3 separate regions of the Anas platyrhynchos genome follow, and regions 2 and 3 are each linked to region 1. The links are chromatin contacts, called in public Hi-C maps. All regions are on one chromosome and are shown on one strand. Each heading gives the region's core, a stretch centred on a gene start, on an enhancer-like site or on the middle of the called end of the contact. The rest is flanking DNA. Distances are from core to core; before and after follow the strand shown. Region 1 holds the start of RCL1 (RNA terminal phosphate cyclase like 1). Region 2 holds the start of PLGRKT (plasminogen receptor with a C-terminal lysine). Region 3 holds the start of RIC1 (RIC1 homolog, RAB6A GEF complex partner 1).

Evidence for each region. Hi-C and Micro-C count contacts between places; a contact is called where the count stands out from the background.
Region 2: a contact with region 1 is called in a Hi-C map of subcutaneous adipose tissue, with 3 times the contacts expected there. The contact joins the promoter of PLGRKT here to the promoter of RCL1 in region 1. A contact is called at or near these places in 3 of 8 Hi-C or Micro-C datasets (liver, skeletal muscle and subcutaneous adipose tissue).
Region 3: a contact with region 1 is called in a Hi-C map of skeletal muscle, with 2.4 times the contacts expected there. The contact joins the promoter of RIC1 here to the promoter of RCL1 in region 1. A contact is called at or near these places in 2 of 8 Hi-C or Micro-C datasets (skeletal muscle and subcutaneous adipose tissue).

The regions. Positions count from the first base shown.
Region 1 is chrZ:30,135,570-30,140,067 of IASCAAS_PekinDuck_T2T, forward strand. It overlaps RCL1 (RNA terminal phosphate cyclase like 1), which reads left to right and starts at 1,738. Exons shown (of 10, transcript XM_038170537.2): 1 at 1,738-1,976. The coding sequence starts at 1,823.
Region 2 is chrZ:30,323,142-30,327,649 of IASCAAS_PekinDuck_T2T, forward strand. It overlaps PLGRKT (plasminogen receptor with a C-terminal lysine), which reads right to left and starts at 2,605. Exons shown (of 5, transcript XM_027446738.3): 1 at 2,422-2,605; 2 at 2,118-2,204. The coding sequence starts at 2,198.
Region 3 is chrZ:30,381,219-30,386,005 of IASCAAS_PekinDuck_T2T, forward strand. It overlaps RIC1 (RIC1 homolog, RAB6A GEF complex partner 1), which reads left to right and starts at 3,090. Exons shown (of 26, transcript XM_038170021.2): 1 at 3,090-3,499. The coding sequence starts at 3,359.

The sequences.
Region 1 (4,498 bases), core at 488-2,987:
GCAAGATTCAGTAATAATCCAAGTTTAACCATATAAAATTGTTCATTTCACAGCTGAAATTCTGCAGACAAGTAACTGCAATGCAATTTCCATACTGCTCTGTGTTAATCCTGGTAAAGTAGCTAAACACCACACATGTGCTCACTTCCTCTCTGCCCAGTGAGATGGAGAAAAGAACTGGAAAGGTAAATGTGAGAAAAACTGTGGATAAAGACAGTTTGATAGATAAAGCAAAAGCTGTGCATGCAAGCAAAGCAAAATAAAAGTCATTTACTATTTCCCATTAGCAGATGTTCATCCGTGTAAATAGTCTTCATCACATGTAATGGTTACTTGGGAAGAGCAACACCACAACTCCAAACATCCCTTCTTTCTCCTCCCAATTTTTATTGCTGAGCATGATGTCATATGGTATGAAATAACCCTTTGGTCAGTTGGAGTCAGCTGTCCTGGCTTTCCCCTCCCAACTTCTTGCAGACACCCAGCCTCTTTGCTGATGGAGGAGGAGAAGCAAGAGAGAAGACCTTGACTTTGTGCAAGGACTGCACAAAAGAAAATCAGAAGCAGAATTGCTTTCTAGGGCCTGCATTTCTCACTCCAGGTGTTGAGGACAATTGTTGGGATCCTACGTGCACCAACAGGTGTTAATCACTCTCAACATCTTCACCAGTAGTCTCTGCCTACTGGCCTGGGAGCTCCAGTTAAGCTCAAGCCTGATCTTTAGTTCCTTGCCTAAAGTACATTGTCGATTTAACTACCTCCAGTCCCATATCCTGGCATGACACCAGTCCTGTCTTATCTCCTCAGAGTTATGGTGCAGCTTTATCACTACCCCATCCTCTTTGTAACTGGACCTGCTAGATGGATCCTGTCAGTGGACCCAGCGCCCCGTGCCGCCCACCATGCTCAATGCTGCACCACGGTGCCCTGTTCAGTGAGGGCAGGGCGCAGGCTGTGCAGTGATCACCCACAGCTCCTGGTGCATCCCTGCTTGCTGGCAGCAACCTGACCTCATCCACAGCAACACATAAGCTGCATTTACTCAGGAGTGAGGTCTGACATGAATTCGTGCACGGGAGGGAGACACAGAACACATCTTTGGAAAACACCGCCTTGTGGGTGCTTTCAGCTAGGGGTATTCTGTCAGATCGCTCTTGCTCTTTTTCACTTAACACGAGGGGCTTTCTTCCCTGCACACATAAATGTTGCCCAGCAATTAACTCTGTCACCCTTGCATGCTCCTCTTAAAACACGGATTTTTAAAACCCTTGCTTCAGCTGAGTAAAGCTTTACTCGGACTCCTGTTTCAGGACAGCTGCTCTCTACCCCTGTAGTTAAGGGAATGGCACGAACAGAAGATTGGAAATCAGACCCTGCTGTTCGATGAGTTTCCCTTAGGACAGCCAGTGACAAATTACCGGGGGTAAATAAATAGACAGATACATGAAGTCTGCCAGAACGTGTTCCCAGCAACAAACCCTCCCTCATCTAGGGAGCGCACCCCGGGTACACCCCATTTCACCGGGGACCTGAGGCGCCCCCCACAGGGGCCGGGCTGCTCGGGGTCGATCCGAACCCCAATTCCTCATCGCAGCGACCGCCCAACTAACTGAGGCAGCGGCGGGGCGGGGCAGGCGGCTGAGGGCTGAGGGGGTTTCGCCCCGCCCCAAAAGCCGCCCCCTGGCGGCCACCGCCCCGCAGCCGCCCCGCCCCTCGCCCTTTGACTCCCCGCTGTCCCCGCGCTTCCTGTTCCCAACCACGTGGGCGCGCCGGGCTCCGCGGGCACCCGCACCGGCACCGGCCGGGCTGTGCTGGGCTCGGCATGGCGGGCGGCTCCTCATCCTCTTCCTCCTCGCACTGCCTCAGCTACGCGGGCTGCAACTTCCTGCGGCAGCGCCTGGTGCTCGCCACGCTCAGCGGGCGGCCGCTGAAGATCCGCAAGATCCGCGCCCGGGAGGAGGACCCCGGGCTCCGCGGTGAGCCCCGGGGCAGGGCGCGGGGGGATTGGGGGACGTGGGGGGGGTGGTCCCGGCTTCTCCCGGAGAGCCCCGGGGGGGTGAAAGCCGGGGGTGCCCCGGACACGTCGGGGGGTGCCGGGGGTGGGGTGAGGCTGCGTGGCCGCGGGGTGCTGGGCTTCGGGGGGTGTGCCCGAGGGCGGCGGGGACAGGGAAGGGAAGGGAAAGGGATGGGATGGGCAGGGAAAGGGATGGGAAGGGCAGGGCAGGCGCTTGGCTGCAGCCACGTGCATCCCTCCGAGGGAAGCCTTGCTCGGGGACCTGCGCTCCGGCCCCCGTCGCCCCCACGCTGGATGCCCCCGGGCGGTGCCATGGGCAGCGAGGCAGAGGCACCGCCGAGGTGTGTGTCGGTGTAAGAAGCTGCGTTTGGGCTTTGCTGGCTGGTTTGTGTGAGTGCTGAGAGCGTGTGGAGCTGTGTCTGGGAGGATGGGGCCCGCCAGACGGCGGGTGCAGTGCTTGCACTGAGCGGGGCATCACCAGCAGCTAACACCCGATGCAGGCTCGCAGGGTGGCAGCAGCAGGAGGGCTGGCTGTCGCCTCTCGGTCCATTTTGGGGTAAGGTGCGAGGTTCAGAACGGGTGAGAGCGGCACTGATGCAGCTCTGCCTCCTGAGCAGGCTTCGGTTCACACCTAAAGTCCCCTAAAGCTGCCAAAGTGTTCATATGTACTTGACTTAATGTATACTAAGAGTCAAAGTATTTATTACTACCACAAAAAGTTTGGTGCTGAAGTTTGTGGCTTTTGCCAAATTTGTAGGAGGTGCTTTTCCAAGCATGGACTGAATCATGTAAGGTATGGCCATAACAGAAAAAGACCAGCAAACCTTAATCTATATTGGTAATTTAACATGTGCTTCTTTCAGCTTTTCACGACCAGAGTATTTGTGGTGAAAGCTTTTCCATAAGTTTGCATTCCAAGAGGGAAACATGTTCACAAGGACGGGTTTTTGCACTGGAAAAGGTCCCACTGCTGCCATACAAACTTTGTGTTTAGAAATTATCAGGACAGAAAGCAGAACCAGTGTTGTGTGACTGGTGCATCAGCAGTATTAGGCAAATATTAACAAACTGTAATGTCTGCAAGTTGCTCTTTTGTTTAAATGTTCATTGCATCCTAAAAGCTTATGTGGAAAGAAAAATCAGAGTATTGTCTAAGAAGTCAGATAGAACTTCCTTAGTGATAAAACTAAAACTTACTGACCATTATGCAGGTGCATTTGGTCTTAAAACTAGCTGATTTTTGAACTCTGCATAAATTTGTTGTCTTTTGTGCCAAGTCTATACCAACCTGGGATCCCTAAGAATCACAGTATTGCCGCTTTTTTTTTTTTTTAATATATGTGCTTGTTCTTTCCCACATTTGTGAGCAGGATTCCACACTGTTGTGGTTCTGCTCGAGTGGGCAGCCAAGCTCCACCACAGCTGCTGTCTCACTCCCCCACCTCAAAGAGGAATGGGGAGAAAATACGATGAAAAGGGCTCAAAGTTTGAGAGAAGGACAAGCAGATCACACAATAATTATTGTAACAGGCAAAACAGACGCGGCATAGGTAGATAGTAAGATTTATTGCTCATTACTAACAAGCTAGAGAAGTGAGAAACAAAGGAAAGAAACCAAAAGCACCTTCCCCCCCCATCCACCCTCTTCGACCTCCTCCCCCCCAGGCAGCGCAGGGAGACGGGGCAATGGGGGTTATGGTCAGTCTACAGCACTTCTCTGCCGCTCCTTCTCGGTCACTCTCATCCCCTGTGCTGTGGGGTCCCACCCACGGGATGCAGTCCTTGATGAACTGATCTGACGTGGGCTTCCCACAGGCAGCAGCTCTTGCCAGGTCCACCTGCTCCACCGTGGTCTCCACAGGCTGCAGCGTGGAACCCTGCTCCACCGTGGTACTCCACAGGCTGCAGGGGACTTCTGAAGCAGGTGAATCCTGCTTCACCGTGGGCCTCACCACAGGCCGCAGGGGACTTCTGCTCCAGCGCCTGGAGCACCTCTCCCCCTCCTTCTGCACTGACCTTGGCGCCTGCAAGGCGCCTCACTCCTTTCACTCTCCCAGCTGCTGTATCACACAGCATTTTTTTTTTTTCCCTGTCTTAAATTTGCTCTCACAGAGGCACAAAACAACATTGCTTACTGGCTCAGCTCTGGTCAGCAGTGGGGCCCTTACCAAACACGGGGCAGCTTCTAGATCCTTCTCAAAGAAACCACCCCTACAGCCCCCTGCTACCAAAACCTTGCCATGTAAACCCACTACACACACAAACAGCAGAAACTGTGTAATTAGCAGAGTAAGTTCCTCTAGGGCACATGTTAAGCTAAAGCGTTGTGATGGGAAGACTTGTGTTTCTCTAGTCTCACTTATGTCATTGATAATTTTGGAAATAAAAAACTCTGAGATCTGCAGATAGCCAATGGCGACTGCATTTGTGGAACAGCTGTGTGGCTGTAGCACTTCACAAATGAGCAACAGCTTTGTTAAGACT
Region 2 (4,508 bases), core at 1,355-3,854, 190 kb after region 1:
TGTGTTTTTTTCTCCATGTCAAACCAATGACTTGAATAGTTCATTCCCGAGCAATGACACATCATCACTGTTTTTACGTAGGGCATTCTGTGGCAGTTTTTGATGACTTCCTGATCTACCCCAACTGTCTTAGAGTAAGAATAGTGTCCCTTTCCCCCAACACTCTAATCACAGGGCTCTCCAAAGTACATTCAGAAACTGAAAAGCTCTAAGAGGTTCTGACCCCACATCTTGCTTTGGGACAGTTTTATGTTTAAAACAAACAAGCATTTGTGAACCTCTCTTAGCAAATATATCATATTCTTTGAAGTGAAAGCTTCTCTTCTATTAAGAAACACGAAGGTTTTTAGAGGAAGATGGGAGAACTGACAGCATCCAAATTCAAATATATGAGCAAATATCTAATGTTTTAAGGTAACCTATTTCATGCTGGTCCTAACACAGCTTAACTTCTCTGTGAATTCCTAGTTACAATTTCTCTCCAAAAGCAAATGTATCAGGCTATACTGTTTTCCACACACAACCTGAAAGCAGTTTGTCTAACACTGGACTCCAGAGAGATCACAGGTTTTACTCACACTTTACTCACACATGCAAAAGACAAATGGCAGTCTTCTTTCTCCCTAAGCTCAGAGCAGAATTACTTTTTTTCCATCCCTTTTGACACAACATATAGTTCTCCCCTTGAGCCCACTGCATCATTTGCACCTGACATAACTGACCATTGCATGCATTTGTAATAGACGCAGGTTTTCTAACATGGACTATGTGTCTGCAAACATAGTATAAATGTTCAGGTATTTGTGCTGTTAGAAATAAACCTACTATGTTGCCTAATGGCATTTTCAAAAAGATGAATTGCTGCACAGGGAGAATTCCTAAAGAGTGACTTGCAAAGTGTTTGTGTGTGATCGTGAAAGGGATTTTTTTCATAACTCTAAGAATGTTGATTTTTGATGTTAGTGTGAGCATTTGGGCTAGAACTAGAGTTGTTAGTCACCTGGGGTCAAAAGGCCAAATAGTGCTTGCCAAAGCCCCCAGCACCTTACAAGAGCTAGACTGAATTCAAGTTGTTTTCTCAACTCTATTTGTCATTCTGCACAGCAGAGAAGCAGATCATGAAACAAGCCTTCACTTTAACTTCAACATCATTCTCTGAAACTAAACGCATTTCCACCATTTGGATTTCCAAAAGCTCCAGGAGTAGAAGGCCCTACCTCTGTAGGCAAACAAACAAAAAAAAACACCAAACCGTACACAAATCTTGCAGTTGCATCTGAGAAAATCATAATCCAGCACAGACAAAAGTGATTTTTGCAAATCTTGCAAGAAGTCAGTTATCTAGTATTTTGCTACACTGTTTTTTTATGCTTTCTCTTTCCTAGCCACATTTCTGGTGTCACTTCCAGAGTTCAGTTTAAATGCAACCTTACAAAACCTATGATCAGCATGTACCTCAGCAGCTTTGAACACGAGTATGCCACCTACTGACAATTTAATGAAGATGAAATTCAACCATCACTACTTTAAACATTTTAAATTTACCTGCATTCAACTTAAAAGCAAAACTAAAGTGACAAACTCCAGTTAAGTCTACTGGGATGGCACTACTAATGCTGTAGTCTAGGATGGGAACAAGTTGCAGAGCACAAATTCTGGCAACAAATCTGAAAGCTGTAACTCCAGCTACATTGTAACACCTATTCAGCTTAGCTTTCTGAACTTTAGTCAAACTGTTCTTCCTTCTCTTTTTCATCTGACCTTTTACTATTTTATGCAAAGGGGGTAAGTGATCCCATAGTCCCTATTTACTCTCAGGTTTCTAGAACAAACGAAAAGCCTCGTGGTGGCTTCCTAGGAACGTGGCATGGCTGCAGCTCCTGAACCTGAAGAGAGCTGCTTGAGTTTGTACAGTGAGAGCTGAAGCACGCTTTATTCGCATATTTTAACAGACCAGGGTCTGTCTCTCATTAACCCTGCTGTTGGCTCGGTTTCACATGTTCACACAGCTTTACAATGGGGTGCTTCAGCGGGGCTCCAGGGGTCTGCCCAGCGCCTGGCGCCCCCAGCCCAGCTCCGAGCGGTGCCCTCCGAGGGCAGAGCCGCCTGTGCGTTACCTGCAGCCGCGAGCTCATGAGCATGAACTCCTGCTGAGCCCTCAGGTTCTCGTTCATGGACTTGGAGAAGATGAACCCCATCTCGCCCTGCAGCGCGGAAGAGACAAGCCGGGTGAGACCTAGCACGGAGGGGGGGGCACCTCCGACCCCACCGAGCCCGACCCCGCCCGGGGCCCCCCAGCCCCAGCCCCAGCCCCAGCCCCAGCCCCACGCCGGGCCCCGTCCGGCCCCGCCCGCCCCTCGCTGGGGGCCGGCCCCGCCGCACGCAGCCGGGGAGGCCGCGGCGGGCCCGGCCCCGCCTCACCTCGCGGGGAAGGCGCCGCTCGTCCCCGGGCCGCGCCGCTCCGAGCCGCCGGAGGTCAGCGCCCGCCGCCCCCCGCCGCCGATTGGGCGCCGCAGCCGGGCGGGACGCGGGGCAGGGCCGGGCCGAGCCGAGGCGAGCCGAGCCGAGCCGCCTGAGCGGGGCTGGGCCGCGGCCTCCCCGGCTGCTGGGCGCCGCGGGCGGAGCTGCAGTGAGCGCCCCGCGGGTGGCAGCAGAAAGGCGGCCGCTGAACGCCTCAGGCGGCGGGGCGGACACCGGCGTCCTCCCCTTTCGCCTTCTACCTGTACTTTCTGTCTGTATGCCCGTCCCCTCCCCACGTCAAGCACACCCACACGTCAAGCACGACCCCAGCTCAGGTGTGATGCGTCCAGGTGTAAAGCACAAACCTCGCAGAGAAGGGAGCCAGAAGGGTTTAACACGCAGGGTTTCACTCATCGTACTCTGCCTTTCCTAAAGTACCGGGATGTTCTCATGGCATCGCCAACCACAATTAAAGGCTGACTTTCAAACCCCAATAAATCAAATTTTCATAATTTCAAAAAGTGTATAGGTAAAACATATGCCCTGCCAGTTAGGTTTTACACACTGATAGAAATACTGGGTAGGATCCCCAGGACTCTTCTTACAGGACTGAAGAGTATCACTAAAGAGCCAAACACCAGCCTGCTCGACAATACAGCACCTCAAACTCAGCCTCACAGAGACTTCTAGGGGCACTTTCAAGGTTTGGCAGCACAGTGTTAGACAATCTTGTACAGGGCCTGCTTTTACCATGAAAGGTTGGACCAGGTGATCACAGTCTTGTCCAACCTGGACTTTTCTATGAATCTGACTCTCAGCAGTGCCTGTCATTTTAAAATTCTCACATCTGCTGATGTCTTAACCTGACAATGATTCTTGCTGTCAGTATTTGTATGTTTTCTAAATACATACTTTTTTATTATTATTATTATTTTTTTTAATGTCTGAGAAGAAGCTGTCTTTTTCTCACAGAATAATTTTTTGTGTTATCTCCATGATGACCCTCCTTTATTTTTTTTAATGACAAGGCAAAAACAGGAGAAAGATAAAGAAGAAAAATATATATTTTTTTTTCTAATATAGAAAATTACTTAAATTTACTTCAGGTCTTTCTAAAAACTTGCAGATACAGTTTTTGTGATATCTTGAAAATGCCTCTGAAAATGTTTGATCTCTTGAACACATGCAGTTTGTGAGGAGATACATCCATTAAAAAGGTGATGGTAGGATGTATTTTCAACTCACAGTGTTTGGCAGAGTAGTCCACCTAATTCATAAACTCATTTTACAGTATAGAATAAGTCTGTTGATTTAACTGCATATAGGTGTAAACACTCGGAAGGATAAAGATCTACAGCACAAAATTCTGCATACACCTTTGAAAGCCAGGTTTTTTTACCAAAAGCTAGTAATTATACTGGAGTGATTGTAGTGCTTACTTGAACAAAAATGCTTACCTGCGTGTTTTTTTTTTTTTTTTTCCTTCCTAAAATGCTAGCTGCCAGTCTTAGGAAAGTTGAAAAGTCCTGTTATGGCATACTTCACTGAGACTATTCAATACATTCTCAGACATAAAGATAGAGGCCGACCTCGGCATGAGCAGGAGACTACAGCCTCCAAGAGAAGAGGAAGGGGGCACCAGCTCTCCGAGGTCGTGCTTACTGGTGTGCTGCAGAGATAACAGGGAAGAAATTTCCTGCTATACTCCAGCTCCACGCGAGATGGCAGTCCTCCCCTTGCAAGCTAGAGACTGGTACCTCTGTATAACAGGGCCTCAGGGGAGAAAATCGTGGTTGAGGGGTCTCTCACTAGTAAATTTCAGAGAATGCCAATTTCCCTCCAAGCAGTTTACCAAAAATGTCATCCACCCCCACTCACCACCCCCCTTTCAGCCAAGAAAACCATTTCAGTCTGTCCATATTCCTTCTTTTCCTGAGCAGACTGCTATTCCAGTGTGCAGTAAACCACTGTGCAGCAATTCCCATAGACCTCTATATTGCAAAGGTCTGGTTTCTGTGGAGGAGGTAACGTGATGAGGCAGCACCTTT
Region 3 (4,787 bases), core at 1,840-4,339, 250 kb after region 1:
GTATTTATCTTCAAGTACAAACAGCCTGTGATTCACAAGTCTGTTACCTTGTCACCAAATTACCATTCTAGGCATCGAAGTATGTTCTTGATCTAGCCCACAAATTGTACCCAAAATTACATTTTTTAGAATGAAACATTGCACCATTTGTGCCAGTGAATGCATCATCATTGTTTATGATTTTATAGTGTGCCCCATGCCTTTCCACAGGCAGCAAGAACAGCAATAACGCAAATATTATGAAGACTTCAGCCTTTACTTTTTGCACATTGGACTGTTACAACAAATGACTAAAATCTAGTTGCCATTGACTGTAGTAGCTTTCTTTCATTTATGTTGTTCTCAGCATACAACCTGGTATTGTTCACCAGAAACAGCATGATCTGGAGGCATGTTTACCTCCTATGCATACATTTGCGTTACAACACTGTAGCATTAACGAAAAAGCTACGAGGAGCTACAGAACACATGCAGGTCTCTTAATTATTGTTATTTTGTGTGTGTGAATTTTCTTTGTCAAGTTTGTCTGTACTTTCCTTTCATTAAGTAAGGTGAAAAATGTAATTAATCCAGAAGAAAGTTGATTCTAAAAGTCACACCTATCCTTCGGGGTGTATTTCATGGCATTTATTTCCTAATACCAGGAACAGAAAGGAAGTTAACAAATGAGTTGCTGCTATGCTCTTAATTAATCCTCTTAATTAATCTGATGTATTAATTTAGGAGGCTGGTTATCAGAAAAGCAGTCCAAAAGGGGTTCAGGGAAGAGCCTATATCAAAGAGGATGTTGGTAGCAGAAGCGCTGACTGGCATCTGTCTGAGGGGTGGGAATTTGATGACAAGACATTTACAAGTTACCTACTTAGAGATCAAGGATAAGAAATATCTTGATGCATTGCTTCCTTAGTACATATCTTTTCAACGGATCTTAGTTTTTTTTTTTTTCCTCAGCTCTAAAACATACATCATGAAAACTCATTCCTCTTCATGTCTGCATTCAGACTGACTTCAGCTGGAACATGGTATTTGTACAGGAACACAAACATTTGCACATGGAAAAGAAGGAGTTGATTGGTGATAGTCAGCAAGGCTTCAGTAAGAGCAGACTGTGCCTGATAAATCTGGTGGCATTCTCCAATAGGGTTATGGCATTGGTGGAGAGGGGAAGAGCAACTGACATCACCTACCTGGACTTGTGCAGAGCACTTGACAGTCTTGCATATCCTTGTTTCTGAAATGGACAAACATGGTTTTTACGGGTGAACCAATTGGTGGGTAAGGAACTGGCTGGATGATCACAGAGTTGCAGCCAATGGCTCAGTGTTCAGGTGGAGATCAGTAACGAGTGGTATTTCTCAGGGGTCAGTACAAGGATTGGCACTACTTAACATCTTTGGTGGCGACATGGATACTGGGATCCAGTGCACCCTCAGAAAGTTTGCCGATGACACCAAGCTGCGTGGTGCGGTTGACACACTGGAGGGAAGGGATGCCATCCAGAGGGACCTGGACAAGATAGTGAGGCACTGGAAGTGAGGGCCCAGAAAAGCTGTGGATGCCCCATACCCGAAGTGTTCAAGGCCAGGCTGGATGGGGCTTTGGGCAACCTGGTCTGGTGGGAGAAGATCCTGCCCAGGGCAGGGGGTTGGAATGAGATGGTCTCGAAGGTCTGTGCCAACTGAAACCGTTCTGTAATTCTATGATTTACTGCCAAGAAAAGATGATAGGAGAGAACAGAGCTTATGTGTGAGGACAAGTCACATTCTTTGAAGGTAACTTGTTAATACGGAGGCAGTTAGACATGTTTACCTGTTTTGGTACACCACAGTGCAGAGGAATTGCTGCAGCAGGAGAGAGTGGTTGAGTAGGTTACTGAACAGAAAGAGTTGTTTGATAAGTTTCCCTAATTATTTCTATGCATGGCCGTATCTTTACAACACATGACCTGACCTTGCAATGGCATGAACACTTACTGTCACTTCTCTTCCATCTTCTATGATATTCCTTCATTTTTATTTTTATTTTTTTTTAATCTCCAATTACAAGAGACTAATCAACCTGTCACTATATCTACAGCTACCTTGAGCTCTGGCAGTTTCCACTTCTCACCCTTCTCACCACATGCTCCTGCTCTCTCCTTAAGGTGTGTATAAAAACACTTGGACAATTTTGGAAACAAGAAGAGGGAACAGGTGCTGGCTGAAAAATAACCTAGAGGGAAAAGAAAAAAAAAAAAAAGAGAGAGAAATATATAAAGATATACATGTACACATAATTTCCAGATGGGTTAGTTCCTTAATCTAACTCATCACTTGGTGGGAGAAACGCTTGGGACAGCACCTGCCAGAAACTCAGTGCCAAAACCACCCTGCTGCACACACACTGCAGGTGCGGCTGCTCCCTCCACCTGCACTCCTCCTGTCCACGAACCCCCAAACACAGCTGCAGCGACAGGAGCTGGTGCCAGCCCTGCTGCTGCCAGGTTTATCTCGTCACAGAATCACTGACCCACAGAGCGCCCACGTTGGAAGGGACACACAGGGATCACTGAGTCCAACTCCTGGGACCCCACAGGACCACCCAGAAATCAGACCCTGTGTCTGAGCGCGTTGTCCAAATGTTTTTTGAGCTCCCTCAGGCTCGGAGCTGTGCCCGCTGCCCTGGGCAGCCTGTCCCAGTGCCTGACCCCCTCTGGGTGCAGACCCTTTCCCTAACCCCCAGCCTGACCCTCCCCTGTCCCAGCTCCATGCCGTTCCCTCGGGTCCTGTCGCTGTCCCCAGAGAGCAGAGCTCAGCGCCTGCCCCTCCGCTCCCCTCGTGAGGGAGCTGCAGGCCGCCATGAGGCCTCCCCTCAGCCTGCTCTGCTCGGGGCTGGTCACACCGAGCTCCCCCCTCCCCCCCTCCCCACGCGCATGCGCACCCCGCCGCTCCCCCTCCCTCCCCTTTCCGCACACGGAGCCCCCGGGGGGCGGGCGCCTCCCCCCCTCCCCCGCCTCCTGACGCCACATCCGCGCGGGGCCCGGCGGCGGGGCCAATGTGCGGCCGCGCTGCCGGCCCCGCCCCCTGCTCCCCCCCCTCCCCCCTCACTCCGCCGCGCAGCGCCCGGGCGCCGCGAGCGAGCGGGGGGCGGGCGGCAGGGAGATGGCGGCGGCCGCCTGGGGCCGCGCAGCGACGCCGGCAGCCGGCGGGCGAGCCACGGGCGGCAGCGAGGAGCCGCAGCGGGGGGCCCCGCAGCCGGCACGGCCGCGCTCGGAGCAGTGACCGCCCGCAGCTGACGGGCGCCGCCGCCGCCGCCGCTGCCCCCCGCCTAGGCCAGAGGCCGCCGCGCCCCGCAGGCCCCCGCCGCCGCCGCCGCCGCCATGTATTTCCTCAGCGGCTGGCCCCGGCGGCTGCTGTGCCCGCTGCAGGGCCCCGAGCCGCCCGTCCACATCCGCACCGACCCGCAGAGAGCCCTCTTCGCCGTGCTGGCCCCGTCCCAGCTCAGCGTCTGGTACTGCCGGGTGAGTGCGGCCACGGGAACACCCCCCCCCCCCCAGGCTCCTACCCAGCCTATCTATCTATCTATCTATTTATCTATTCATCTATCTATTTATCTATCTATTTGTTTGTTTTTAAGCCTCGAAGTGAAGCGGCGGGCCAGCTTGATGCTCATAGCAACGCAGGTTGTGCAGGCGTGCTCTGTGCGTTTTGTCTTCATCTTTACACATTATACCAAACCACACACACACACACACACACACACACACCACAGATGTGAAACACGCCCAGCACCTGCTGCTGGCAAGGCAGAGCCACCTGTAGCGCCGCGCCGTTACGTAACCCCTGAGAAGTTAAATAACTTTTTGCGATTGCAGGTGGGATACGTTGCTGTGGCCCTGAACGCCGTAAGGGCTGAGGCGGCTGCTGGCTGGGAGCCGCTGCTCCAGCAGCACCCCGTTGTTGTTGTTCCGGGACCGTGTGTGACTGGCATCGGATGCGTTGCGTTAAGTGAGCTCTGAATTGGCTTGGGAGCGTGGAAGTGCTGCTTGTCAGCTTGGTTTGACGCAGTCTTATGAAACAGCTGCGGTGCTGACTTCAAATTTTGACGCTGGATCTTCTAAAATACTGCCCTAATTAGATTCCCTCTCTGTCTAAAAATATCTCCGTCTCCAGATGATTTTCAGAGTTCATCTCGGATTTCAGAGAAAAGTAAAAATCCAATTTTAGAAAGCTGCTATAGAAAGGTATCAAACAACAGTCACAGCCTCAAAACCCTGTTTTGATTTATGCTGAGGTTTCATCACTTGGCCTTCTGCTGTGCTCTGCGTGGCTGATAATTGGTTCCTGGGTGGGTTGCTGCCGTGGCTGTCTCTTAACTTTGACAAGTATCCGGTCAGGGAGTGTCAGCCCAGTAACTGTGCTGTGTGAACAGCGTCGCGTGGCCTGCGTTCCCTGAGCTTCATGGCACCTACTGTAGGTAAATTACACAGTCTTCCAGCTGTCAAAGCTGTAGTTGTAGCTGTCAACAAAGCACAATTGATGACCTTTTCTGGGAAAATATATAAATGAGGACGGGCTTGTAGAGTGCTTCTATATGTGTGCTATTGTCCAGAAGGCAGTTTGCTTTATGGTTGGTTTCTGAGGACTGCCTTCATTATGTTACAAGTTTGGGCTTGTTTTGAAATGTTAAACAAGGTATAATTGGCAAGAGGCAGGATGCTGGAAGAATTCACTTGTTGCAAAAAAAAGGCTGAGCAAACTTAGAGGTCATTAAAAATTTCTCAACCCATTCTGGTTCCAGTGTGTCAT